Linked DNA regions of Neogale vison: region 1 is linked to region 2. A link is a contact called in public Hi-C data. All regions are on one chromosome and are shown on one strand. The core of a region is the stretch at or near the end of the contact, and the rest is flanking DNA. Distances in the headings are between cores, read along the strand shown. Region 1 holds the start of NANS (sialic acid synthase). Region 2 holds the start of TBC1D2 (TBC1 domain family member 2A).

What was found. A called contact is a pair of places that touch in the nucleus more often than the background predicts.
Region 1: a contact with region 2 is called in a Hi-C map of muscle, with 4 times the contacts expected there. The contact joins the promoter of NANS here to the promoter of TBC1D2 in region 2. A contact is called at or near these places in 2 of 3 Hi-C or Micro-C datasets (fibroblasts and muscle).

The regions. Positions count from the first base shown.
Region 1 is chr9:32,687,889-32,692,886 of ASM_NN_V1, reverse strand. NANS (sialic acid synthase) reads left to right here and starts at 3,646. Exons shown (of 6, transcript XM_044265282.1): 1 at 3,646-3,851. The coding sequence starts at 3,720.
Region 2 is chr9:32,515,532-32,520,474 of ASM_NN_V1, reverse strand. TBC1D2 (TBC1 domain family member 2A) reads right to left here and starts at 3,153. Exons shown (of 13, transcript XM_044265275.1): 1 at 2,606-3,153. The coding sequence starts at 2,980.

The DNA of each region.
Region 1 (4,998 bases), core at 2,397-4,896, 170 kb before region 2:
TCTTGCTAGATGGGGTGCTGCTCAATTCATAAGTCATTTAATAAAAGCCACTTAGATTTTCCCACTTACTTGGTTGAACCTTGTTATTTAACAATATTAGCGTGTGGGGCACCTGGGTGACTCAGTGGGTTAAGCCTCTGCCTTCGGCTCAAGTCATGATCTCAGGGTCCTGGGATCAAGCCCCGCATCTGGCTCTCTGCTCAGCAGGGAGCCTGCTTCCCTCTTTCTCTCTGCCTACTTGTGATCTCTCTTTATCAAATAAATAAATAAAATCTTAAAAAAAAATTAGTGTGGGGCTATAGTTTATTGTAAACTATAGGTTACAGAGAAGGACCATACTCTTTCATTACCCATTTTATTCCTGGTGCCTGGTGAGGTGCCTGACACACAGTAGGCACTCAGTAATTATTTGTTGGATGAGTGAAGTCGCATTTAAAAAACGGAGGCTGGGGGCGCCTGGGTGGCTCAGTGGGTTAGGCCGCTGCCTTCGGCTCGGGTCGTGATCTCCTGGGATCGAGTCCCGCGTCGGGTTCTCTGCTCACCGGGGGGCCTGCTTCCCTTCCTCTCTCTCTGCCTGCCTCTCTGCCTACTTGTGATCTCTCTCTGTCAAATAAATTAAAAAAAAAATTGCCTTTTAAAAAAAAAAAAAACAAAAAAAACGGAGGCTTGTATGTTGTGTGCAGAGGTCAAAATCCTCTGAGGGAGGGGCGCCTGGGTGGCTCAGTGGGTTAAGCCGCTGCCTTCGGCTCAGGTCATGATCTCAGGGTCCTGGAATCGAGTCCCGCATCGGGCTCTCTGCTCAGCAGGGAGCCTGCTTCTCTCTCTCTCTCTGCCTGCCTCTCCATCTACTTGTGATTTCTCTCTGTCAAATAAATAAATAAAATCTTTAAAAAAAAAAATCCTCTGAGGGAGTCCGTGGGGGTTGCCTTTCACCTTCCAGAACACCCCGGGTGTGCTGGTGGGCTTACGTTCTCAGGGACAGTATAAAAATGATGTTCACGTTACAGGGATGAGGCCCAAGGTTGAGGAAGCAGGAAGTAGGTGTGGTGAGGGTGTTGACTAGTAAGGGTGCCTGTAAATGGAACAACTGAGAAACTTGGGAGAATCAGACAACTTGGCCCCTTAACCCCAGGGCAGGTCCTTGGCAGCTCGGGTTGGGAAACTTGGGTGGATCAACAATTCACTTCTTCCTCAGAGGAACTTTCCAGAAAGCTGACTTTAAGAGCAACTCAGGCAACAGTCATGTTTGCCTAAGGGACTGAATGTGGCCTGAGTAAACACATGAAGTCAATTATGTCTCAGTATTCAGTCATCTTTCCTATTCTGCACTTGTACATTGAACAAATATTTACTGGCCCCTATTAAGTGCTAAGTTCAGTGCTTGGTGCTAGGGATACAGTAGGAAACGGTCCAGGTCTGTTCTCAAGGAGCTCCTGGCCCTGAAGGACACTTACAGTACATGTGGTATGGTCTGTCTGGTTCACTATGGTATCCCTAAAGCTTTGCCCTGGGTTTAGTGCTGAGTAGGTGGTCCAGATGGTTCCTGACCCAAAGAAGTTCACAGCCTAGAGGGAAGACGGAGGAGACGAGGGGCAGTTACCATAAAAGGTAATACGTGGGCAAATAAGAATCTTATGGGAGCCCACAGAAGATTGTTGGGGAGATCGGAGAAGGTTCTGAGAGGAAGTGACTTCTATACTGATGGGCCAGAAGGTGGTCAGACATGGCTCAGTATGGTGGAGGTGGAGGAGTGGGAAGCCTACAGACTCGGGCAACAGTTTATATGCCAAGTTCTGGAGGTGAAAGACCATGATCCCTCAGGACAACTCAGAATAGTTCAGTGAAACTAGAGCCCAGAATAGCAAAAGATTAGGTAGGAGTCCCAGGTCATAGGAAGCTTTCTAGGAACCAACTTAAGGAAGGGCTTAGCATAGTAGGACTGACCACAGGGGCCTCAGACTTGAGGGGTTTCAGGGTTTCAGGTCCGAGAACTGGGTCTCCATCCTCTCTCCACCTTGGTCCCCATGACCCAGCACTCTGGGTTACCCTAGTTTCTCCAAAACTAAGTTCTTCCTTACCCTCTCCTGCCAGTAACAGGGGGAAGAAAAAGAAAAGAAAAAATCCCAGTTGGTTTTGTTTTTAAGACCTTCCCACGTTCTGTCATCCATTTCTACATACTGAGCACGGCTTTGTTATCCAAGCCGAAAAAGCAACAGAAAGCACTGGAAACTGGCTTTTAAAAAAGGAACGAGCATGAAATGAAAATAGTGTCTTTTCCTCCTTTCTGTAGTAAGATATAGCATTACCTTAATTTACTGAAAGCTTTTATTTAATCACAAATAACATCAGCCTAACTTGCTTTTGTTGGGATGGTTGTATTTTAATTAATTAACAAGATTTTATTTATTTAATTTAGAGAGAGTGAATGCAAGCAAGGGGGTAGGGGTGGTTTAGGGGGCAGAAGGAGAATCTCAAGCAGACTGTGCACTGAGCCTGACAGGGCTCAATCTCGCAACCTCAAGATCATGACCTGAGCCGAAATCAACCACCTTGAGCCAGCCAGGAGATTGTATTTTTACAAGATCATGGCCTCAGCTGAAATCAAGAGTCGGATGGTTAACCAGCTGAGCCAGCCAGGTGATTGTATTTTTAAATGTGATTTCTCCTTTTTTGCTTTTAAACTTAATTTTCCCTCATTCACAAATTACTCAAAACCATAATGGTTTTCTTTAGCACAAGTAGTACTGAGCTACTTTAGTGCTGGGTTTGCTTTTCTCTGGACTCAGGGTCTTTTGCTGAGCCTCTTGGCCTCCCAAGGTGCCCTTCTTCACAACCCCTCAACTCTGGTTCCCTGTCTAGGCCATGGTGCATTTTCCATCTGCTTTTAACACTAAATGTTCCCCAGAAAAGGTCTATTTTAGTCCCTTCTGTTTCATCTTCCTTGGCCAGCGGCTTCCTGATCCCCAAATCTGCTGGTGTCTTTGTTGTTATTCTCCTGGACTACTTTGGGCTTTTGATCCTGTGGGTCTCCCTGCCTTAGGACCACCCTGGTTCTGTCACCTGCTCTAGTCTCTTTTCCATTCCTGCTGAGGCAGCGGCCCAAGCTCATTCCTCGCTGCTCATCCACGCCGTTCATCCGCTTACTGAAACCTTACTACAGGCCAAGCACCGTGATCAGGGTTTTCCATACATCATCTCACGAACCTATATAATTCCCCATTTCGGGGAAAAGGAAAATAACGTTCAGGAAGACTAAAGACTAACGTATTCACGATCAAGAACCGGTTAGTGGCAGCACCTGTGCTCAAAGCAGCTCTAATTCCAACTCCCAAATTCATTTTTTCCATTACACCGCAGGGCGCGCTCTCCCTGAGCCCAAGGCAACCGTCTTCCGCCCTCCATTCCTCTTGGAGAATGTTGGCTCACAGGTGAAGCAGAGAGGCCGCGACCCCCCGGGCCTCGCTACCAGCCCGGGAACCTGGAGCCCCGCTGAAGAGAACCGAGCTTGATTTCCTCGTCCCGCCGCCCCGCCCCGCTCGCGGAAGGCTCCGCCCCTTTCCTCGATTGGCTGGCGGCAGCGAGCTGGGGCCCTCGGATTGGCTGCGCGGCCGCTGACTAACGTGGCGGAGCTGACGTGGCCGGGACGGCGCGTGGTTCCCCACTGGGCCGCGGACAGGACTCGAGGTGGGCGGTGGAGCGCCGAAACGCGAGCCGCAGCGATGCCGCTGGAGCTGGAGCTGTGTCCCGGGCGCTGGGTGGGCGGGCAGCACCCGTGCTTCATCATTGCCGAGATCGGCCAGAACCACCAGGGCGACCTAGAAGTGGCCAAGCGCATGATCCGCACGGCCAAGGTGAGGGCAGAGCCCGGGAGGGAAAGGGCGCCGGCCGGGGGCGGGGGCGGGGCCGAGGGCCGGGGGCGGGGCCGCGGGAGAGCCTGCGGCGGGGAGCGGGGACTGCTGGGCTCTGCTTCTGTCCGTAGCCCGCGCGCGGCCCGACGTCCCGCTCGCCAGTTCCGTTTCTAAATCTCTGGAATCCTGCTCATCCCTCCCCACCCACCTCACTTGTCCGCGTTCCTGCGGTTGCCGCCCAACCCGACCTTTGCCCCCTCCTGGTGGCAGACTAATCTTCCTTAAACAGAGGTTTGGTCAGGTCGTACCCCTGCCTCATACCTTCACTGGCTCCCCATTGTCCACGGGTGGAGTTGAAACCCTTGAACATAGCCTTCAGGACCTTAATGACCTGGTTCCTTCCTGCCTACCATTTTTCGTTTCTGACCTCTTTCAGCGACACTGAGTTACTTCCAGCGAGTTCTGAAGCACCTCTTAGTTGCTGTCGTCTTTTCATTTGTCATTGCTTGTGTTTGGAAAGTGAAACAGTTAAAATGCCAGGGCTCTGGGTTCAAATTCAGCGGCCACCACTCACCAGCTGTGTGAACGTGGGCGGGCTGCTAAACTTACTCTGCGAGCCTCAGTTTCATCATTTGAAGGTCGGGTTGATAGTAGTACTTACCTCAGAGTTGTAAGGCTCAAATGGGATGATTTATTTAAAGCTCTTAGCACAGTACTTGCTGAGGACTCAATAAATGTTAGCTATTAGCAGTAGGAGGTTTAGGAATATTCAGTGCTCCATCTTGGCAAATTTCTATTCCTGTACAGGTCTACTTGGATGCTTTTTCCAATCCTTTCCCACAAGGCTGGCTCTCATTTATCTCTCCTCAAGTTGCATTGTCACTGTCCACGCTTCTTGCTCTCTCTCTTCTGGTTCACTCCGTCTTTTTTCCCCCCTTCCCTTCCGTGAAAGCTGTTCCCCTGTCATCAGTGTGATTAGGTATTTATCTTGTTCTTCTTTCAGGACTAACTTGCTTTTCTGGAAGCCTACTGAATCATAAAAAAATACTTTTAAAGAGTGACAGCTGCACTTAATGGACCAAATGTTTTATTTATTAAAAGATTTTATTTATTTATTTGGCTGACAGAGATCATAAGTAGGCAGAGAAGA
Region 2 (4,943 bases), core at 1,904-4,403:
CCCTGGATGATCCAAATACCTATATTTCCCATCTATTCCATAGTTGGATCCTTCAGGAAGGACCTGCCCTTCTACAGATGGAGAATTAAGGCCCTGAAGTTGTTCAGGCAGGTGGTGGCAGAGCTGGTCCCAGAACCGGGTCTCCCCCTTTAGGCCAGAGATTTGCTGTCATTTATGGCCAGGAGACTGTGGCTTCCCTAGAGAAGGCCTGGGATCAGTTGGGCCAAAGGAGCCAGGCAGCTCACTGGGAGTGGATGGTGAGCCTCACAGAGCTGCCTACAAGGCCATGTGAGAAGAGCAGCCTGCTATGGGCAACCAGGGCAGGCTCCCCATTCTAAGTGGTCCACAGATAAGGTGTACGAGGCCGGGGGCTCCATGAAAGAGGCCCTAGGCCTGTCAGGGAGGTACCAGATAAGATAAAATGATGCCCAGTCTTCTCTTTCTACATACTCTCCCTGAGAGACCTCAGCCCCTCCCAGGGCTTCACCATGACCTTGTGCGGCCAAGTTCCAGCCCATACCCAAATACCCCATTTTATTAATTCACTGGACAAGTGTACTACTATATGTGTCATGGTCGATCCTCTCGGAATTTAAGAGTCTACTGAGTGGGTGTCCTACAGCCTCCCATCCTGGGCTCCCTCTATCGTGACTGGCCCAACTGGACAGTCAGCTACCCAACTCCTCCCTTGTGTTCTTCCTCCCTCACATCCCTAGTCACCCCCATTGGTCACCCTCCCCCCCTCACAGCTCTAGCTCATTCTCTCCCGACCACCTCCTGATGGACTTCGTGACCAGCAGCATTGCCTTCTAAGGTTTTATCTACCCAACAGCCACAATAAGTCTTCTAAACATTCTAATCTCACAGAGTTTCCTTGCTTAAAGCTCTTTAACAATTTCCCACAGCCCACAGGACAAAGTCCAAGGTCCCAGGCCTAACTCACAAATGCTCTATGCTTGGGCCTCAGCTCTCCCACTCCATCTTTTGGGCCCCTCTGTAACCCAGGCTCCTGTGATTGGCCAGGACACTGTTTCCTGTCTTTGTTCATGGGGCTCTCATGGCCAGGAATACTCTCCCTCTTATCTATTCGTGGAAAACCAAACCCGTTTTTCAGACCTCAGATGTCATTTTCTTCTCTATGCTTCCCTCCTGGGTAGACTCTTCCACTCAGCAGAACCACACTTGGCTGGTACAGACTTATCAGAGCGTCTCTACAGAACATTTCACTGTTGTGTGCTAGTCAATCTCTTAATTCCCTCAGCAGACTGTAAGCTGTTTGAGAACCAGGGGGGCAGATCTGATTAGGCTCCATGCCCCAGGGCTTAGCACAGAACCAGGCACACACACGGATCAAGGGAACAGTAAAAGACAGGTGCTGGAGATCCAGTAGACAGCACTCAGCCTGTGTGGGAGGGGATGCATCCGTAAACCACATGACCTCCAAAATGCCTGCCTTCCCCGGCCTGGAATTCCAGGTTTGCCTTATTTTATCTGATTTCCCCAGCCTGGTCACCAGCCAGGCCCAGCCATTAAAGGGGAACTGAAACTACAGGCTATATCCAGGGGCTCAGCAGATGCCCAGTTAGCTGGAAGTGGGGGTGGAGAGGTGGGAAGACAGGGTGGGGCTGGGGAGGCTGTCTGCTGGCACAGTCTTCTCGGATGAATGCGAATCCCAAAACTCTGAACCCAGATTTGTCTTTCCACTCAAGTTCTGGGGCACCTCCTCTTGACATGCACATTATGACCATGGTTCTATCACCTTGTGGGGTCATTAAACAGGAATTTATTGAGCACCCACTAGGTGCTAGGCTGTATCTAGATGCTGGGATTAATTCAACAATTTGCAGGTGCCAGATGCTTACACACCTTGTTTTAAATCTCACAAACTACCTAGATTCTGAGAGGTTAAGTAGTTTGGACAGGGTGACACAGCTAGTAAGTAGCTGATGTAGAATTTGAATCCAAGCCTGTCTGTTTTTAAAGCACATGGCTCTCCCAGTTAAAGGTGAAAATAAAACAAAACCAACTGATGGTAAAACACGTTAAGACATGCCTCTATGAACATTCTAGGCTGATCCAAGAAACCCAAGTATTTTATCTCCTAGTTCCGCCAAAGTTTGCTAAGCATTCCGTCCCCTTGGCCAAAATAACAAGAAAAGTGATTCAGAATCTGGGCCATGAGAGGATTGCACAGCTCGTATCTTGGCTATATTTCAGCCCCAAGTAAGAAAGTTAAGGGTGACCAAAAAGTAAAAGTTTTGGTACAGTACTGAGAGGTGGAGAGACTCAGGGATTCCAAATGTGGGTTACACCATTCTGGAGATGCATGACCTCTGGCTGGTCACTTCATCTCTCCAAGACTCAGTTTCTCGATTCTAGTATGGGTACATCATCCCCACCTTTGTCGCCTTTGTCTGGGAACCCAGTGAGGAAATGGGTGTGACTCCGTTTTGGAATGCACTAATCCCTGGCCACCCAGGGTTCACTAGGGGAGATCAAGGTCTGGGATCCTTGTTCCAGTGAATTTACTGTGACCACTCACACGTGCCCGCCCGTGCCCTAGGAACTCACCCTGGCTGAAAACGGAAAAAACTGCCCCATTTACCTTCAGAGTAATAACCCGGCTAGGAGTCTTGATTTCAAAAGTCCCCTCCTCGGCGTCTGCCTTGCAGTCAAAGACCGCACTGGAGAGGTCGATGCTGTCCAAGGGATTGGCATCCTGCGCGGTCCGCGAATAATACAAGTGACATTTCTTCTCGTCGTAGAAGAACCAGCGGGATTTCCAGCCCCGGAGGGGCCCCTTGCCGCCAAATTTACTCAGATAGCCACAGAGTTTTTTGGGGGCCGCGTCCAAGGGACGGGCGCAGCCCTCCGACTCCTCCCGAGGCAGCACCTCGGGGCTCCTGGCCGAGCCGGCAGGCTCTTCGGAGCTGGGAGCGGAGGAGCAACACTCTGCGGGGTTCTCGTGGGCGCCCTCCATCGCCGCTGGAGACCGCCAGACCGATTGGAGGCCAGCAGCCAACTCGGGCCAAAACTCGGAGACTCTGGGGGTGCTTCCCAAGAAGGAGAAATCTGGGCGGGGGCGGAGCCAGTAGCGAACCGCCCCCAGGAGACGGCTGGAAAGCGGACCGGGGCGGTTCACCGCGCCTTTGACTGAAAGCCCAAGTGGGGCGGCTGGCCACACCCCGTCCGACCTCACGGCAGTCAGGCCACGCCTTCAACACGCCCCCTGCCAGCACCGCCCATTCCTCCTGTTTCCGGCTTTTACTGCACGCCTGTCAGCTGTCTTTAGTGAGGGAAGCTGCGACGCTAGAGGGGGCCCTCAGGTTGAAGGCGTGGTGTCACTGAGCTAGCTTAGGGGCAGAGAAGCGGGAAGAGACACCTGTCTCTGACTAAGCTGCCTCGATAGCTTGCGTAATAACTTAGAAGGATGGTCCTTCTTGCGCCTTCAGGGCTGTCTTTACCCCCAGGTGCAGGGAAGCTTACCACCGGACGGCGCATTCTCCAGCCATTGGCTGCGAGGGACGCCGGCTCGATGACGCCACTTCCGGCGCAGCTACGGGCGCTCGCGTGTCTGGGGCCCTTCCCGCAGGCTTCCATCCGGAGAGGTTAGCACCTTGGTGACCCTTCGCTGACTGCTGGGGACTCCCGTGCATCTGTCCCAGCTTCTACTCGCCTCCCTCCGCGAGCCGCCCAGGCCCGGCTGCTAAATGATGATGTTAAAATCTTTTTTTTTTTTTATTTTAAGATTTTATTTACTTGACAGAGATCACAAGCAGGCAGAGAGGCAGGCAGAGAGAGGAGGAAGCAGGCTCCCCGCTGAGCAGAGAGCCCGATGCGGGACTCGATCCCAGGACCCTGAGATCATGACCTGAGCCGAAGGCAGCGGCTTAACCCACTGAGCCACCCAGGCGCCCTGATGATGCTAAAATCTTAAATAAAATATTTGCAAACCAGTTCCAGTGTTTTACAAAGAATTATATAGTATATCTAGAAGGAGTTACTTTAGAGATGCAGGGATATTTTAATAACTAGAAAAAAACATTTGTAGTGCAAAAGCAAGCATCTTAATATTTTGTAAAAAGATATTTGATCAAAAAGGTATTTTCTAAAAAGGTGTGTGATCAAATTCAACATCTATTTCTAAAGTTTAAAAATGTATTATTATGGAAATATAGTTGGTACACAGTGTTTCAGTTTCTTAATGAAACAAATAGTACATTGTTCTAGATTTTCTAACTAAACAGTGATCAATATTTGAAAGAATATAATAGTTTCAAATACACAACATAATCTGAAAAAATAGTTTTCCCACTAATACTCCAGGATCTAATCCAGGATTCCACACTTCCGCATCACTTTCCCTTAGTCTCTTCTGAACTATGACGTATTTCATCTTTTACTTTTTTTTTTTTTTTGACCCTGACATTTTTCGAAGGGTATTGGTCAGCTATTTTGTAGAATAATGTGAATTTGGGTTTGTCTGGTGTTCTCTCATGATTAGACTGGGGTGATGGGTTTTGGGGAAGACTACCACGGAAGTGCTCCTCTCATCACATAATATTCAACTGTGTGATATGCACATGGTGATGGTAAACTCCATCACTTAGTTAAGATGGTTTCTGCCAGATTTCTTGTCTATAAAGTCACCATTTTTCCCTTTCAACACTGTTCTTTGGAATAGAGTCACTGAGTCCCCACCACAAGATGCTCCACCTTCTGGCAGGTGTTGGGGTGGGGGCAGCTGATAGGAATTTTTACAGTCTATTAGAATGATTCTAAAGGTCATTTCCAAGAATGAACAGGTGAGAGTGGCCAAATTTTTGAAGAAAAAAGAAAAAGGACTTAGAAAGGATTTGACCTACTAGATATTCAAATTTATTAATTCAACCAAAAAGTATTTTGTGGGTGCCTTCTCCCAGGCATCATTTAAAATACAGGGC